Linked DNA regions of Mus musculus: region 2 is linked to region 1. The links are chromatin contacts, called in public Hi-C maps. All regions are on one chromosome and are shown on one strand. Each heading gives the region's core, a stretch centred on a gene start, on an enhancer-like site or on the middle of the called end of the contact. The rest is flanking DNA. Distances are from core to core; before and after follow the strand shown. Region 1 has its middle 4.7 kb from the start of Gm30443. Region 2 overlaps Ptpn13 (protein tyrosine phosphatase, non-receptor type 13).

What was found. Hi-C and Micro-C count contacts between places; a contact is called where the count stands out from the background.
Region 2: a contact with region 1 is called in a Hi-C map of muscle stem cells, with 2.5 times the contacts expected there. The contact joins two enhancer-like sites. A contact is called at or near these places in 24 of 484 Hi-C or Micro-C datasets (CD4 T cells, CD8 T cells, the HPC-7 cell line and 12 more), 9 of 115 datasets of contacts at active chromatin or transcription factors (bone marrow-derived dendritic cells, embryonic basal ganglia, embryonic fibroblasts and 4 more) and 3 of 9 other capture datasets (adipose tissue, embryonic stem cells and liver).

Annotation. Positions count from the first base shown.
Region 1 is chr5:103,351,574-103,358,991 of GRCm38.p6, reverse strand. No RefSeq gene overlaps it. Among named protein-coding and RNA genes, the nearest start is that of Gm30443, 4.7 kb to the left of the region's middle. Within about 2 kb of position 2,896, at least 55 of the 459 cell types and tissues checked have an H3K27ac peak or open chromatin away from gene starts, as enhancers often do. A contact at or near this core is called in muscle stem cells, trophoblast stem cells and uterus, where this site is marked.
Region 2 is chr5:103,589,666-103,597,083 of GRCm38.p6, reverse strand. Ptpn13 (protein tyrosine phosphatase, non-receptor type 13) reads right to left here. Exons shown (of 48, transcript NM_011204.2): 44 at 7,136-7,226; 45 at 5,731-6,068; 46 at 3,362-3,577; 47 at 2,405-2,467. Among named protein-coding and RNA genes, the nearest start is that of Slc10a6, 36 kb to the left of the region's middle. Within about 2 kb of position 4,108, at least 56 of the 459 cell types and tissues checked have an H3K27ac peak or open chromatin away from gene starts, as enhancers often do. A contact at or near this core is called in muscle stem cells, trophoblast stem cells and uterus, where this site is marked.

The DNA of each region.
Region 1 (7,418 bases), core at 1,647-4,146:
TGAACTCTTGATTCTCTTGCTGCAGCCTCCCAAGAGCTAGATCGTACGTGCACATTGCCGAATTCAAAAGCTATGAAAGGCCAAATGGGAAGCAGTTTCCTTCCTCACCCTTAGCCGTGCAATTCTCAGGGTTTTCCCCCTAGGAATGCCACAGTTTGTCTTTAAATTAAGACTTCAAGAGAGTCAGATGTTAGTTTATAACATCGATGAACAAGCACAAGGAAAATAGGCGTTATACACATTTCTACATTCTAGGGTCACGTTATACACATCTCTACATTCTAGGGTCATTTAAAAAATTTATCTTGTTTGTGTGTGTTGTTTGTGTAGGTGTGTGAAGATGTCTGAGGGGGGCAGAAGAAGAGAGAGACAGGGCCTGTGAAGCTGCAGTTACTGGCTGCTGGGAGTCTGTGCGTGACCCAAAGTGGGTGCTGCAAACGTTACTCAGGTCTGCTGCAAGAACCAGATGGCTCTTAACAGAGCCGCTCCTCTTCCTTCCTTCCTTCCTTCCTTCCTTCCTTCCTTCCTTCCTTTCTTTCTTTCTTTCTTTCTTTCTTTCTTTCTTTCTTTCTTTCTTTCTTGTTTTTTGTTTTGTTTTTTGAGACAGAGTTTCTCTGTGTAGCCCTGGCTGTCCTGGAATTCACTCTGTAGACCAGGCTGGCCTCAAACTCAGAAATCCACCTGCCTCTGCCTCCCAAGTGCTAGGATTAAAGGCGTGCACCACCACTGCCTGACCTGTCTTCACCTTTTGAAAGAAAGCTTTGCCTTCACATCCTGATGCACAGGGGTTGGGGGGTGTAGCTCACGGCAGAGTGAGTGCCCGTTATCACGTGTCACGCCCTGATTTGATCCCTGGGGTTATTTTCAGATTACATCTTATGGTTTTACTTATTCCTTACATTTGGCTTTTTTTTGAATGAATTTGCTTGTATGTTGAAGGCCCAGGCACCTGTTTGGAGACGAGTCTTCATCCCTAAGTTGTCTGTGGTTCTATGACATCATGCTCCATTCTCTTCCTCACCTGTGACCTTCTGTGTGGTTCAACTTTAAGGTGGAGAACCTGACTCATTTTAGTGACTGCTTCTGGGGACTGGGATATGGGATATAGATTTTTTTTTTAAAGTTTTCCAAGGCCTCAGGCCAAATTCCAGTCTGAGTTCACACACCTGCGGACTTCTTCCATAGTTACTCAATACTTTCTGTGTGTCTTCATGTCAGAGGTCACTTCGGGCCTGTGAGCTTTCCCAGGACACTATGCAGCCGCAGTCAGACGGCCTTTGAATGCAGCTGACAGATAAGATCTCTGTTGATTGATTAGGCCAAGGATTATAGAATCAATGCAGTAATGGCTGGAACACTAAAAGGACTTAAAAATAAAAACCTAATCAAATGTACAAAGGGACAGAATTTAAGCGGGAGCAATGTATCACCCAGCAATGGGTTTGGAGAGATGAGGTGTTACCGGGAAAATGCCAACAAACAGGGACTCCCTACCATTAACTGGCTACTATAGTACGGTGGTAGTGGTGGTGGTGGTGGGGCTGTACTGGAGAACTGAGCAGAAAGGAAATCACCAGGGGATTAGTGAGGCCTTTGGAGGAACGGATAGTCAGCTGGGCAACACTTGCAACAGGGTATGGGACGAAGTACAAGTGGAATGCAAAGAAGTTTCTATGAGGTTGTGAACCTACATTGCCGAGTCTCCAGAAACCTGGACAGAAGTCAGGCTTGCTTAGGAGTGGGAGCAGATAGGGAAGTGCACATTAGAAACTTTTGAATTCACCAGTGGAAATAGATGATGAGGCCTCACTCACAAAGGTAAATGAACAAAACTCGTGCGTGCCTGTGTGTGTGTGTGAAAGAAAGGAGAGAGATAGATGGATATATATATACACATATGTGTGTGTGTGTGTATATATATATGATAGGTGGATGGATGGATGGATGGGTAGGTAGAGAGATAGGTAGATGGATAGATAGATGATAGATGGATTGGATAGGCTGCCACAAAGTAGGGTGAGTGGAATTCCCCATCCATGAGGATACGTGGGACTTTAGCAGACGTGTTCTCATATAGAGCTCAAAAGATGCACAAGAATTATTTTTAAAAGTTCCTTTCTGCTCTTCTTATAATGGGATTTTTATTATATGTGGGAAAGAGTGAAGTAGGAAGATGTGGTTTGAACATGCTTGGCCTACAGGGCGTGGTTCTATTAGGGGGTGTGGCCTCGTTGGAGGAAGTGTGTCACTGTGAGGCGGGGCTTCGGAGGTCTCCTATGCTCTGGCTCCTGCATATGTAAGAGAGCTCTCTCCTTGTTGCCGGAGGATGCCAGCCTCTCTGGGTTGCTTTTGAATCAAGATGCAGAACTCTCAGCTACTTCTCTAGCACCATGTCTGCCTGGATGCTGCCATGCTCCCTACCACGATGATAATGGACTAAACCTTTGAACCTGTAAGCCAGTCCCAATTAAATGTTTGCCTAATTTATAAGAGTTGACTTGATCATGATGTCTCCTCACAGCAGTGGAAATATTAAACAGGAGACTTGCCTAAAATCAGTGTAAAGTAGGGCATGTGGTAAGAAGTCCTTAAAGGAAGAAAACAAACGGACAAACAAATCAACAAACCGACAACCCCTCCCCCCCTCCCCCCAGGCTCCAGGTTACTTCTGCCTGCCGTCAACAACTGAACTTTGACCATCTGAGGACAAAATATGAATGGAAGGGTTTAAGTCGGGAAGGAGAAGAATGAAGTAAAGAAAGAAAACTACAGCTTTCAAAAGTCTCCATGAAACAAAAGTTTTTTTGTTTTTGTTTTTGTTTTTAATCCAAACTAAGCAAAACCCGTTCCCGTGTTTAGAGCGCCATCTCCTGGTCATGAGGTCGAATGGCCCTGAAGGGAAAGAACAGAGGACCTGGGCTGGATATTCATCTGCAGTCACAAAGTTTTCCTCTCTAGCTGCTGTGACAGATTACTGATAGAAGAATCTCAAGGGAGGACAGACTTAGTTCTGGATCCAAGGAGTATAATTTCATGGCCGGGGAGGCATGGCCGCTGGGATGATTCTGTTGCTATGGGAGCTTGCTTCTCACAGCCAGCCAATACACCCACAGCCTCCTCCACAGGACTCTTAGCTGGGGACCGAGAATTCAAATGCAAAAGTCGATCTATGGACGATGCTTCACACTCAGATAACGAGAGACCGTCAATCAGTTTGTGCGCCCATAGCCCCCTTCACCACCCAACTACCTTTCTAGAGATTCCTTCCCTCATGTCCTCGTGACAATTCTCCACGCTCCAAAGGCAGCGCCTCAATTTAGAATTCCAGCTCAGAATTCCTTGGAACTGAACGTTTCTCCTGGAATTTGTTAACTCTAGCTTTTGTTTGCTCACGAGTGCCAGCCTTTGTGTGTGTGTGTTGCTTAGGATACCCCTGATGCATATCGGGTGCCTCTGCCTTCTCCCACTTCCTGTCGTGTCTCCATCTCTTCCTCCTTCCTTCTCCTTGTTTTGGGGGTTTTATGGTTGATCCAGGGTTGTGCCCATGTCTGGGAAGTGCCAGTGAGCACTCTTTGTCCTGTTTTTTTGGGAAGGAGTGGTATATCGGCTCCTCCAGGACAAGAATCGTGTCTCTGCTCTGTTCATCCCTCACGTGAGAGGGAGAGCTCAGAGTGCCCAGTGGAACAGACGATAGAATAGACATACTTAAAGAAATGAAAAGAATGAATTGAATGAGCAATTGTTGACTACTTAGTAAATAGACTTTTAAGACTGGAAGAATTCCAAAGACTAGTATATTTGGATAGCTCAGTAGGCTTGTGAATTCACCAATAAGTTCATAGGAAGAGCCTCAGGATATTCCATCGTCTCTTCTCTACCTAGTTTAATTCTGTGCCTTGTGATATGATGGGAAGATACCTGTAAGGCATCCGGGACTCTCACATCCTAGGCAAGAACGTGTAGTTAGGATGATGAAACTATCAAGAGAACATTAAAGCTAAATGTTCCAAAGACTGGAACATTTGAACACTTCTTGTTACATTGTTGAGGGGCCATAAAGTATGGAAGACACTTGGTTATGCAGAGAACAAAAAAATGTGATGGGTGGTGTCTAGGAGAGGGCAGTGGTCAGAGCGCGTTTGTTAGTATGAAAGAGCAGCCTAGGAATAAGGCTTAGCTGTCGGTCCGAGTTGGTGTCTTACCTAGGGGACTGAAGCAGAGAAGTCACAAGTGTTGAGAGTAGCCTGGGCTGCAGAGCCAGATTTTGTCTTTATAAAGAATGCTGCATTTGCTATCCGTGGGGGATACACAGTGGATTATCTTCGCTGCTGGAGAGGGCTCGCTCTCTTAGGAGCACTGGGAGGCAGTGAGCTTGATCTGAGAGGCTGAGGCTGTGCAGTCCTTCCTCTCCTCCTGCCTCTCTCACCCCACGCAGGCGCCCACTGTCCTTGTGCCAGCTCTGGCTTTCGGGTGTGCTCACTCAGGCCTAGATGGTGATGATTTTGAATTTGGAAAGACAGGAATTGGACAATGCATGCGTGTGTTTCAGTTGGCTGGCACAGAAGAGTTCCTAAAGTTTCTGAGTGTGTTAAACAACAACAAGGACTAGGCTCTTAGCATTCCTGGACTGAAAACATACAAGATGATGAAGTATACTTTCAATTAATAAATATTTGTAAGTATCAGCATATTCAGGTCTTCTTAGTTTGTGTAGATTAATTGGCATGGTGTTGATTCAAAGATCCATTTGCATACCTTTAATGCCTAGGGAGGTTCATTTTGTGTGACTCCCTTCCTTCCTTCCTTCCTTCCTTCCTTCCTTCCTTCCTTCCTTCCTTCCTTCCTTCCTTCCTTCCTCCCTCCCTCCCTCCCTCCCTCCCTCCCTCCCTCTCTCCCTTCCTTCCTTTCTCCCTCCCTTCCTCCTTCCCTTCCTTCAACAAATATCGAGCATATACTAAATGCAACAAATTCTTCCATGGTCTAAGGAAACAACTATGAAAGAGACAAAGACCCTGTTGTCAGGGAGCCTGTGTTCTACTGGAGGCAACATAACATCCACGATGCTCTGACCTACCACGATAGTACTGAGACAGCTGTGGTACTTCCCATGGTCTTGTGCTGTGGAGAATAGACACAGTCTGGATACTCTGTGGAGATGTTACTTACATAGGCTGGAGAGACAGGCTTTCTAGAACAATGACAATGAGGACCTTTGAGTGCGACTAGCAGCTCTCAGGGGCACAGGGGGCGCTGTAAAACTCAGGAAGTGGGAGTTTACTTGCTGTCCTTTGGCTAAAGCAAGATGACCGGTGTAGCTAGAACAGGGACAATGATGCTACAAGATGAAGTTGGAGTGGGCAGGGATCCTTCCATATATCCTCAGCCATTGGAAGGCCCATTGGGAATTTTACCTTAAGAGAGAAAGGAAGAAGGTACTGAAAGATGATTTTAATGAGGATAGTGACCAAGCACCAGGATTGTTATGGTGTAGAAGACTGGGTGAGGAGAAAAGCAGGAGATTTCTAATCGCAGAAATCCAGGCTAGAGACTGGATCAGAATTACTGGGGATTGGCTGAATAAGATGATGTCTGGGACTCACCTCTGACATTTATGATAGGGAAGTTACAGAGGGGTGGTAATAACCAGGCTTTGAGGATTTACAAGAAGGGATGTAGGTGGCATTGTGTTATATGGAAATCACTTATTGGCGGTGGTAGATAGGAAGAATTAGGTCATATGAAAACAGCCCTGAGAGTAAGGAGACATATTAGGTGCCTAGTCCAACAGTCTGATGGAAGATTCTAGGAACTGAGTTAGAGAGCAAAGGTGGCTTTGGAAAGCCATTGAGGAGTTTGAATTGGAGCAACCAGAGCTTAAGGAATATAGGCCAAGAAGAGAGAGGTCAAGGTCAAGGTAAACGTTTGAACTTGTGTGGCTTGAATATTATGGATCTGTTAACAGAGCAGAGAAGATCAAGAGTGGAATGAGTTTGGGGAAGACACGCTTTTAGCTTTGGATGTCACAACTTTAAAGACCTGAACTGATTAACACCTTCAGATTGTTGCTCTCCAGTTATCTAACAGAAGTCTCTGTCTTGAGACTCCGAAGCACCTGATGAACTGGGACCTGGTGTCCTTGACACCTGTGTCCCAATCTCCCTAGGGTGAGCTTCTTTATTCTGTAGTGTAAGCTGATGATCCACCCACAACACGGGCCTCACGAAAGCCTTTTATTGTCTTTATGTCTAATGGGATGAGTTGGAAGTGTTGGTGTTAGTAAAAGTATCTTTCAGGATGGATGTGTAACATCCTGAACATCAGAGAGAAAAGGTGAACATTGAGATGTGAGCATCCTTTGATAACAAATCGAATAAGGAGTTTAAGAGAGGAAGGTGAAAAGAGAATATTGATTAGGGATTCTGGAGAACTCTGTTGTGGGAAGTTAAATTGAGGGAGGAACTGGGAGGTAGGAAAATAGGAGTGGGGAGATGGGATGTTGGGTGGGAATGGGGCAGGAGGGCAACTAAATAAGGTGGCCCTGTGCATTGCCTGATGATAGAGGTGTCTTGTGGGAGCTTTTAGCAAATATGTTTGATCACTAGAGTATAATGGATAATCTTATAGGTCACCAGGGAAACGGAGATTTCTGTTCGTCTTGTAAATCAAGAAATTGAAAAACCAAGAAGGAAGCTCAAGGACAGTTTTGTTTGAATCTGGGAGAAAGCCAGCAGGGCCAGAAAGCTGTAAATCTTGGCAGCTGCCTGGAGGAGGAGGCAGGCGCTGATGAAGAAAAGGAAAAGACATGCCTTTTGCAATGGAGGTGGGCAAGCACTGTGCAGCAGAAAGGCAGCACTGTCAGGGAAAGCAGGGATTCAGAGAAAGAAGGAGAAAGCCAAGTATGCGTTCATCTGAAGGAAAAAAGGTAGGGATAAGGGAAAGGAAGTAATTTGTGATCTGCTGAGTTAGGACCCAAAAAGCAGACATGCAGAAAACCAGTTGGCTCTGGCACTCCAGACGCGAGCATCTGAGGTGTCTGCATCATCTGTGAAGGGTGAGTGTAGTGTCCTCTCCCAGGGTCTCTAGGTGAATGAGGTCCAGGCTGATGGGATGGTGGGCTCCCTGCCTGGTGATCGGCTCAGCTGGATTAATTCTCAGAGGACAGTAATGTGTAATGTTTTGGGTTTCCACCAGGGTTGGAGGTAGAATTTGGGTTCTCCCCTCCCCACCAGGAAGAAGTAGCTTTCCCACAGCATGTTTCCACAAAACCCAGGAGCTTTCACCATCCTCAATGGCCTCTAAGTCTGCAGATATCTGTCTAGCTAACATTATACATGGTCAGTTTGACGGCAACTTCTCGGGAACAGGGTCCGAAGAACCACCTGTGGAGAGAATGAAGGGCAAGAAACACAAGGATGGAC
Region 2 (7,418 bases), core at 2,859-5,358, 240 kb before region 1:
ACACCCACAGCATATTAAATGGGAAGTAATCAAACAACAAGCACAGCAGGAGCTCAGTTCTCACTGTCAAGCATACATACATGAATAGGAATTCTGTGCACGCCTACGACATCAGCAGCTACTGAGAGACTGGGATGTTAGCTGCCTCCAGGCTTCCTGCTGCTCATCTGAGTTCCTGTGCAATGCCATGCTCACGGCAGACTGCTCTCACACTACCCACCGTGGGAAGTCCACTCACGAGTCTCTCCACTGTCACAGCTCTGTAGGCAGTCATTTTGCTTACCTGGTAACTCCTTCCCGGCCTCTAACCCCGTGTCCCTCCCCAGAGGAACTCTTGTTTCTTGTGCAGTGCTAAGCGATCATTTGAAATGAGCGCAGTCATGTCACTCCAGGCTATAGGCCTGTGCCAGCTTGCCTCTCACTCAGAGGAAATTACAAGCCTTGTCCTGTTACCTCCCATCTGCCTCAGCTCCTCCCGGCTCTCTCTAGTCCTGTCACACCACACATGACAGGCCCATTCACCAAGACAGCAGACTCTGCCCGAGGACTCCCCAGATCGCAGCTTAATGTTACATCTTCTTCAAAGAAGTAACCTGTCTTACATTTATTCTTCTACAATTTCATCCACGTACATCACACACACTGATTCTGCTGTTGCCCCTCCCCCATCACTCTTACTCCCCACACCCTGGCTACCTCTTCCTCCCTATAAGTCCCTCTCCCTCACTCCTATCTTTCTTGTTTTGTGATTCACACAGACTTTAAGCAGGGCCCTGTATGTGATCCTGTGCTAGGGACTATTCACTGGAATCCAGAGGGCTCGTCTGTGGGCAAACGACTGAACAAAGGAGTTACACTATTGTTTTTAATTTTGGACAGGGTCTCACCAGGCAGCTCTGATTGGCCTGGAACTCACTATACAGACCAAGCTGGCTTCAGACACCGAGGGGTGGGGCACTGGGCCTGGCTGGAGTTATTTTCTTATGGTGTCACTGTTCTGAATTCAGTTCTCAGACGGCAATGGCTGGCTTCCTTCACACCTCTACGCTAAAGTGCTTATCACTTTCAGAGCCACCGGATGGCCTGTCATCCTCAGGGCCCCACTGGAGTGTCTCGGGCTCTGTGGCAGGGTGTGTCTGATTCAGTGGTGTGTCCCAGGCACTGGGAGAAACTCCTGGTGCTCAGATCTCAAATGTTGTGAATGAACACTCAGGCAAAAAGAGCTCTTACATACAGATCAGCATGGCTTCCTTAGCTAGAAAGCAGCTTAAGGCTTACCGAGCCTTCATCTGAATCAAAACTCAGCATGACTGGAAAGTGGCCAAGTTAAAGTCGGAAATGGCTATGTTTTTAAGAGGCAGATAAATGTGACTCTGTGGAGAAGCGAGAATGATTGCTTTAAGTCTACCTCACAGTTCCAATCTAGAAGGAAGGAAGGACTTAGCCATGCTGGGCTCTAGCACAGTGCATTCACTTCCTGTGACGGTAGCTTCAGCTGGGGATGGGGTGATGCCGTGTACATTCAGTTTTAGGAAAGAGGAGTGAACACAACAGAAACAGCTGTGGGGGCTGTCTGGCAGGGCCTGCGGTCCTTCTCGGCCTCTCTGAGCTGCTGCTGTCTGAAAGGCTGGTGACTGAGATGGGGAGGAACCCCATCAGGCAGCAGGCAGAGCCATTCTCACTCGGAGCCTCCAACAAGTCCACCCTTTATGAGCAACTTAGTGGGGACACTGCATCCCTTCTTCCCTCTCCCCACCTTTCCCCTCCCTCCCTGTGTGTGTGTCTGTGTATGTATGTGCCTGTGTGTGTGTCTGTGTATGTATGTGCCTGTGTGTGCATGCATGAGGAGCCAGATGACAGCCCTGGGTAGGTGCCTCCCCGCCCCTCCCCTAACCCCCTGCTTTTTTGAGACAGGGTCTCTCAATGGCTGGAGCTCATAAATTTAGGAACTTGCCTGAGTCTGTCCTCCCAGTCTATGCCTGGATTTTCGTGTAGGTTTTGAGGCTCAAACCTAGGACCTCATGACAGTACTTCACTGAGGAGCTATCTCCCCAGCTCCTGTTCTCCATTAAAAAAATAAAAATTTTAAGGTAGTATCTAAAATGATAGTCTGAAATTCCCCCTTTTTTTTTTTCTGAATTAGTCTTAATGCTATAGAAGGGTCCTTTATGACAAGAGATGTTGGTTTTATGTTATAACATGGAAGGAAACCTTCAAAGAGATCACTGGGCAAAGGGTAGAGCCTTCCTCTGTCATCCTGTTACCTGAAGGCTGAGATGAGAAGAGCGCTTGAGCCCAGGTTAGCCTGGGCCATAGCAAGATCATCTCAGAAAGACAGACAGAAAGAGAATACAAATTCAAGAGCAACTTTTAAACTATTAGTCTCAGAAGAAGTCCTCCTCACCTCGGTCTGCACCATGCCGTGCCTCTGAAGCCTCATGCAGCGCACTAGGTCAGAGATGTCGAACTGCCGGGACACAGAGTGGTGCGTTAGACACAAGCTGGGTGATGCGAAGGCGTCCCCTGTGGGGTCCTCACCCCTGCCCCTCCTCACGACTCGTCAAACTCTCCAGTATAATGACTTCCTGAAGTGACCTTCTATGATACAGTATTTCTAAGAACTAGAGTCTACTATGTTTGAACGTCTTTGATACACATTCTCTTCCTCTGACATTTAGCTAATTTCTTAAACTATAAAAAAATAATGTAAGCAATATTCCTCACACTAATGTCCAGAATAAAATTCCATTTCCTTTTAATTTAGCTGATGCTTGACAGTCTGAGACGAGGGCAGACTGGACTGCTGGGTGTGCCCCACTTCAGTTATCATAGGTTATAGGAGTATCAAGAACTGGATAGAACTGCATCATCTAAAACCCTTTAAGAGACAGACCCTTTAATCTCTATATCTCTATCATCTACCTATCTACACACATACATATATATATACATACTATATATTGATTATATACAATATACAATTATATCCAAAAACTATATATATATTTAAATACAAGATATTTTGGCAATTAAGGAAGTTTCATACGAATTTAGATTAGAGTCAAAGTAAGATCACACTGTTACTTGCTTTATTAATATTTAAAAATTAAGAGTAACTACTTAGAGTAATAGATTAGTATTAATTTTCAAACAAAATTACCAATTTCTTATCTATAGGTAACAAGGACAAAGCTCAATATTTTTCTTTTTAAAAGTGGACTGTCTTTTGGACTTTGGTATTTCCTGTAGTCATGGCAACAGTACTGACTTGCTCTCACAGAGAAGCTTACTGTCTGTACAAGGTGAAACAACACATTTAGACAGTCACATCGCCCAGCACTCGGCCGTATCTTGTACTTACTTCCAGATCCTGGCTGATTAAGCCTAGGACCACGTCTATGCAAATGAGGGTTCCTGAGCGTCCAATGCCAGCGCTGCAGTGTGTGATGACTGGGCCCGACCTACGGATGTGTCTCATGTAGGAGATGAATGTGAGCAGGTCGTCTGGCTGCGACGGTGTATCGTGGTCTGGCCAGGCAGTGAAATTCAGATGAGAAATATGTCGCACCTCCCCTGTCTGAAAGTGTAAAATGTAGTGAGTTACAATGTCACCTGTCCCTAAGTCAGGTCCTTACAGTATCATTTCCATCTTTCAAATTTGAGTGGTATATTGAATCAGATCAAAAGAAAAAATGGAAGAGATAAAAAGGTATAAACATACAAAGCTGGGTATGGTGGCATATGCCTAATTTCCAGTATTCAGACCAAGAGAGGAGGACGGAGTATTCAAGGCCAGCTTAGGGTACAGAGCAAGACTGTGGCTAAAACCGACAACAACAGATTGAAAAATACACGGACTGCATCACCACCGCCCAGTCCTAGTGGCTAGGGATGGTACCCAGGCCTCTGTGGGCTCATTTAAGTGATATGTTTGGCAATGTCAGTCTCAGAACTTTATTCTTTCTTTCCCATTAGAACTCCTCCTCCCCCAGCATCCTCTGGTTTTATTATCTGCTTCGTTTTCCTCAAATGCAGCCTCTCAGGCCATCCTGTGTTGTTGAACACACAGCCTGTATCTCAGAGTCCAGCAACCCTTCCTTTCGGTTTTGTTTTCCCAGCAGCACGACTAACACAGCCAGCCCACGCCCACGCAGGCAGCAAGCTCCATGTGGGTACTGAACGGCTGTCTGCCTGTTGTTAAAATGCTGGACCTGGGGTCCATGCCAGGGTTTGAGTTGGACTACTCTACTGTGATTCATGATCAGGTCACCTGAGGAACACGAAGTGCTAAGCTCATCTGAGCAATGGGTAAGCTCGTGTGAGCCAAAACATCACCTGGCAGGACCTAGGAGCATTAATTAAAATGTGTTAACTAAAATGTTTAGGTTTCATAAAGGAATAAAAGCTCTGACACTTTGTAAATAATAAGGAAAGTCTCATAACACGTTTATATGTCGCCAATGGAAGTGAATCAGCATACTGTTTTGTTTTTGTTTTGTTTTGTTTTCCTTCTAGAAAAGCTGAAGAAAGCTCAGGGGTAAAGTGCTTGTCACATAAGCATGGAGTCTGAGCTTGCATCCCCAGCATCCACAGAAAAAGTTGGGCATGGGGACTGCCCTTTAATCCTGTGCTGGGGAGATGGAGTCAGGAGGATTCCTGGGGCTGGAAGGCAGCCGGAGCAGTTCAATCTGGGAGCTCCGTGTTCAGTGGCCGAGTCTTTCTCAAGGGAGGCAGAGAGCCACAGAGGAAGGAAGATTCCTACATCAGCCTCTAGCGTACACGTGCGCACAGACATACCTACACATCTATGTACACACACAAACACATATACACACAGAGAAGGAAAAACAAAGAAACGTTGAAGAAAGTTAAAGACTCATGAGCAAACATGGCTTTGCATAGCTCATATTTCCGGGAAGGGTGCACCAGGTGAGGGAATGCCACACTGAAGAGACAGACGGCTGGCTCTGTCTAAAGGCCGATCACAAGCTAGCATGCACTAGTTTTATCCAGTGTGTCTGGCAAGTGTGTCAATGACAGCTGATATGGCACAGCTGTGCACACCCGCTAAACATGTAGGCTGCCTTCACCGGACGTGTTCTCATAGCCACAGATTTCTTAAAACAGCTTCAATTAGTCTACTTAGATATTGGACCCTGTAGGTGTTAAACAAAGCAAGTTTCATCAGGTGTGCTGGCACATGCCTTTAATCCCAGCACTTGGCAACCAGAAGTAGGCCAATCTAGAGTTCAAGGCCAGCTTAGCCTGGTCTACAGATCGAGTTCCAGGACAGCCAGGGCTACACAGGGAAACCTTATCCCGAAAAAAAACAACAACAATAATAATAACAACAACAGTAATGGTTCTATGTACACTGCAGTTTATGAACTGTTTTGTGCTGTTTATTCCTAAGCACAGACTGATGATCATGTTAAAACCCCATGTTTGTTCTAATACAGCATCTACCAGATGAAACTGAATGAGGGCCACTCTTAAAACTCTACTGGAAGCTGCGTGTGGTTTGACAGGATCACACATTCCTGTAATCCCAGTACCCAGGAGACAGAAGCAGGGGGATCAGGACTTCCAGGTTGTTGTAGCTGTATAATGACTTTGAGGCCAGTCTGGGCTACGTGAGACCTGGTCTCAAAAATAAAAGATAGTAGATGCCCTGCTTTTGTTGTGGCCTCCCGGAGAGCGTGCAGGTCTGCTTTCTGACGAGTGACTGACCTGAATATCCTCCAGGGCCATCACCCGCACGATGAAGCCCTTCAGCTGCTGCATCCTCAGGAGGGCCAGGCGCAGCCTCTCGTTGGCCATGGTGGTTGTGCCCAGGATGCTTGGCCAGTACCGCTGGCATTTGATCTTTTCTCCTTCCACCTCCTGCGTCATCATTGCTATCACCGTGGAGTTCTGCTCCCAAACCATCTGCCAAAAATCCCCCACAGTGGTGGGCAACGGCCCCTGGCAGGCAATGTACACGAATTCCTGGGTCCCCACCGGGATCCTGATGAAACTGGCATTGATGTATCCACCTTCATCTCCAAGAGGCACTCTTGTGGTGTCATCTGTGAATGTCCACAGCAAAAGGGCATGTCACCACCATGTATTGTCACCACAAGTTTCACAAGAAGCTGGAGTCAATGACTACAATGGTTCCTAGGGCCCTCCTTGTGTGTGTGTTGATGATGTGCATTTCAACCAGCAGCAGTCCAGATCATATTTATGGTGTTTGTTACACTCTATCTAAATGTCAGCTTGGTGGCTTTCTATGAAACTTGGGGTTTACTGACATAGAGTTTGTATTACAAGTGTGGTAACATGTAACAAAGTAACTTAACAAACAGTAGACCATCACAGTAAGTAAGGAGGGAAACAAACATAAACATTGTTACTTCTCTGTCAGTATTTAGATACCAGTGACAAGGGTTCTGAATGATGGAACAAACTCTTTCATAGAACAAAAGCTCGCTCTGAAGTGACACTGTCAAAGTGGCTGCTAGGGACATGACTGACATCTCTAGATCTTGTGGATACGTGAGGAGAATCTTTTATTTTGTCACTTTGTATTATTTATTTGAGTGGCTTTTGTGTGTGTGTGGCTGCCACCCACACATGTGGAGGACAGAAGACACCTTAACAGGACTGTCTGTCTCCCCTTGGTGGCAAGTACCTTTCTTTACCTGGCCTCATAGTTTAAATATTTATAAATTTAATAAGTTAGTTGTGGTGGCAACCAAGGATGAACCTTTAAAATTGGGTTTCAAGATTTATTGCTTGGCTTTCATCTTAGTTCAGTTTGCTTCCTAACAATAAATTACTTTGTATTTATAGTTTTCCCAGTTCTGGTTTTAAGATAAAATCTGCATGGTTTTGGCCTCATATAACAACTCCCATCTCCTTAATGCTGAATCCTCATCTACTCCATTTAAAACCTTTCTTAGACTCCTTTCCTTTCTAGAGACGTGGCTTCTCTATGTGGTCTAGGCTGGTCTGGAACTCACTGCACGTACACACTCGATTAGAGCCACACTAGAACTCACAGATACACACAGTTAGACCCACACTGGAACACACACACACACACACACACACACACACACACACACACACACAGACCCACACTGGAACTCACAGGGAAGGATATTTTTGTATCTGTTCTTCCTGCGGTTTTCCTTTGTCTGTCCAATCAGACACTGATCCAAAGGTTTTAATTCTTGAAGGTTCTACAAGTAACAACATGGACATAAGGTTAAATTTGTCAACTAAAGCAATAACTTAGTCAAGAGCAATGCTTCTACTGCACCGATTGGGCTGAGAGTGCTAACGAACACAGGTTTGTAAGCTGTTGCTGAATGAATTTACTGCAAGAACCTTTGACTGGACAGGTCATGATCAGCCGACTAATAGCATTTCTT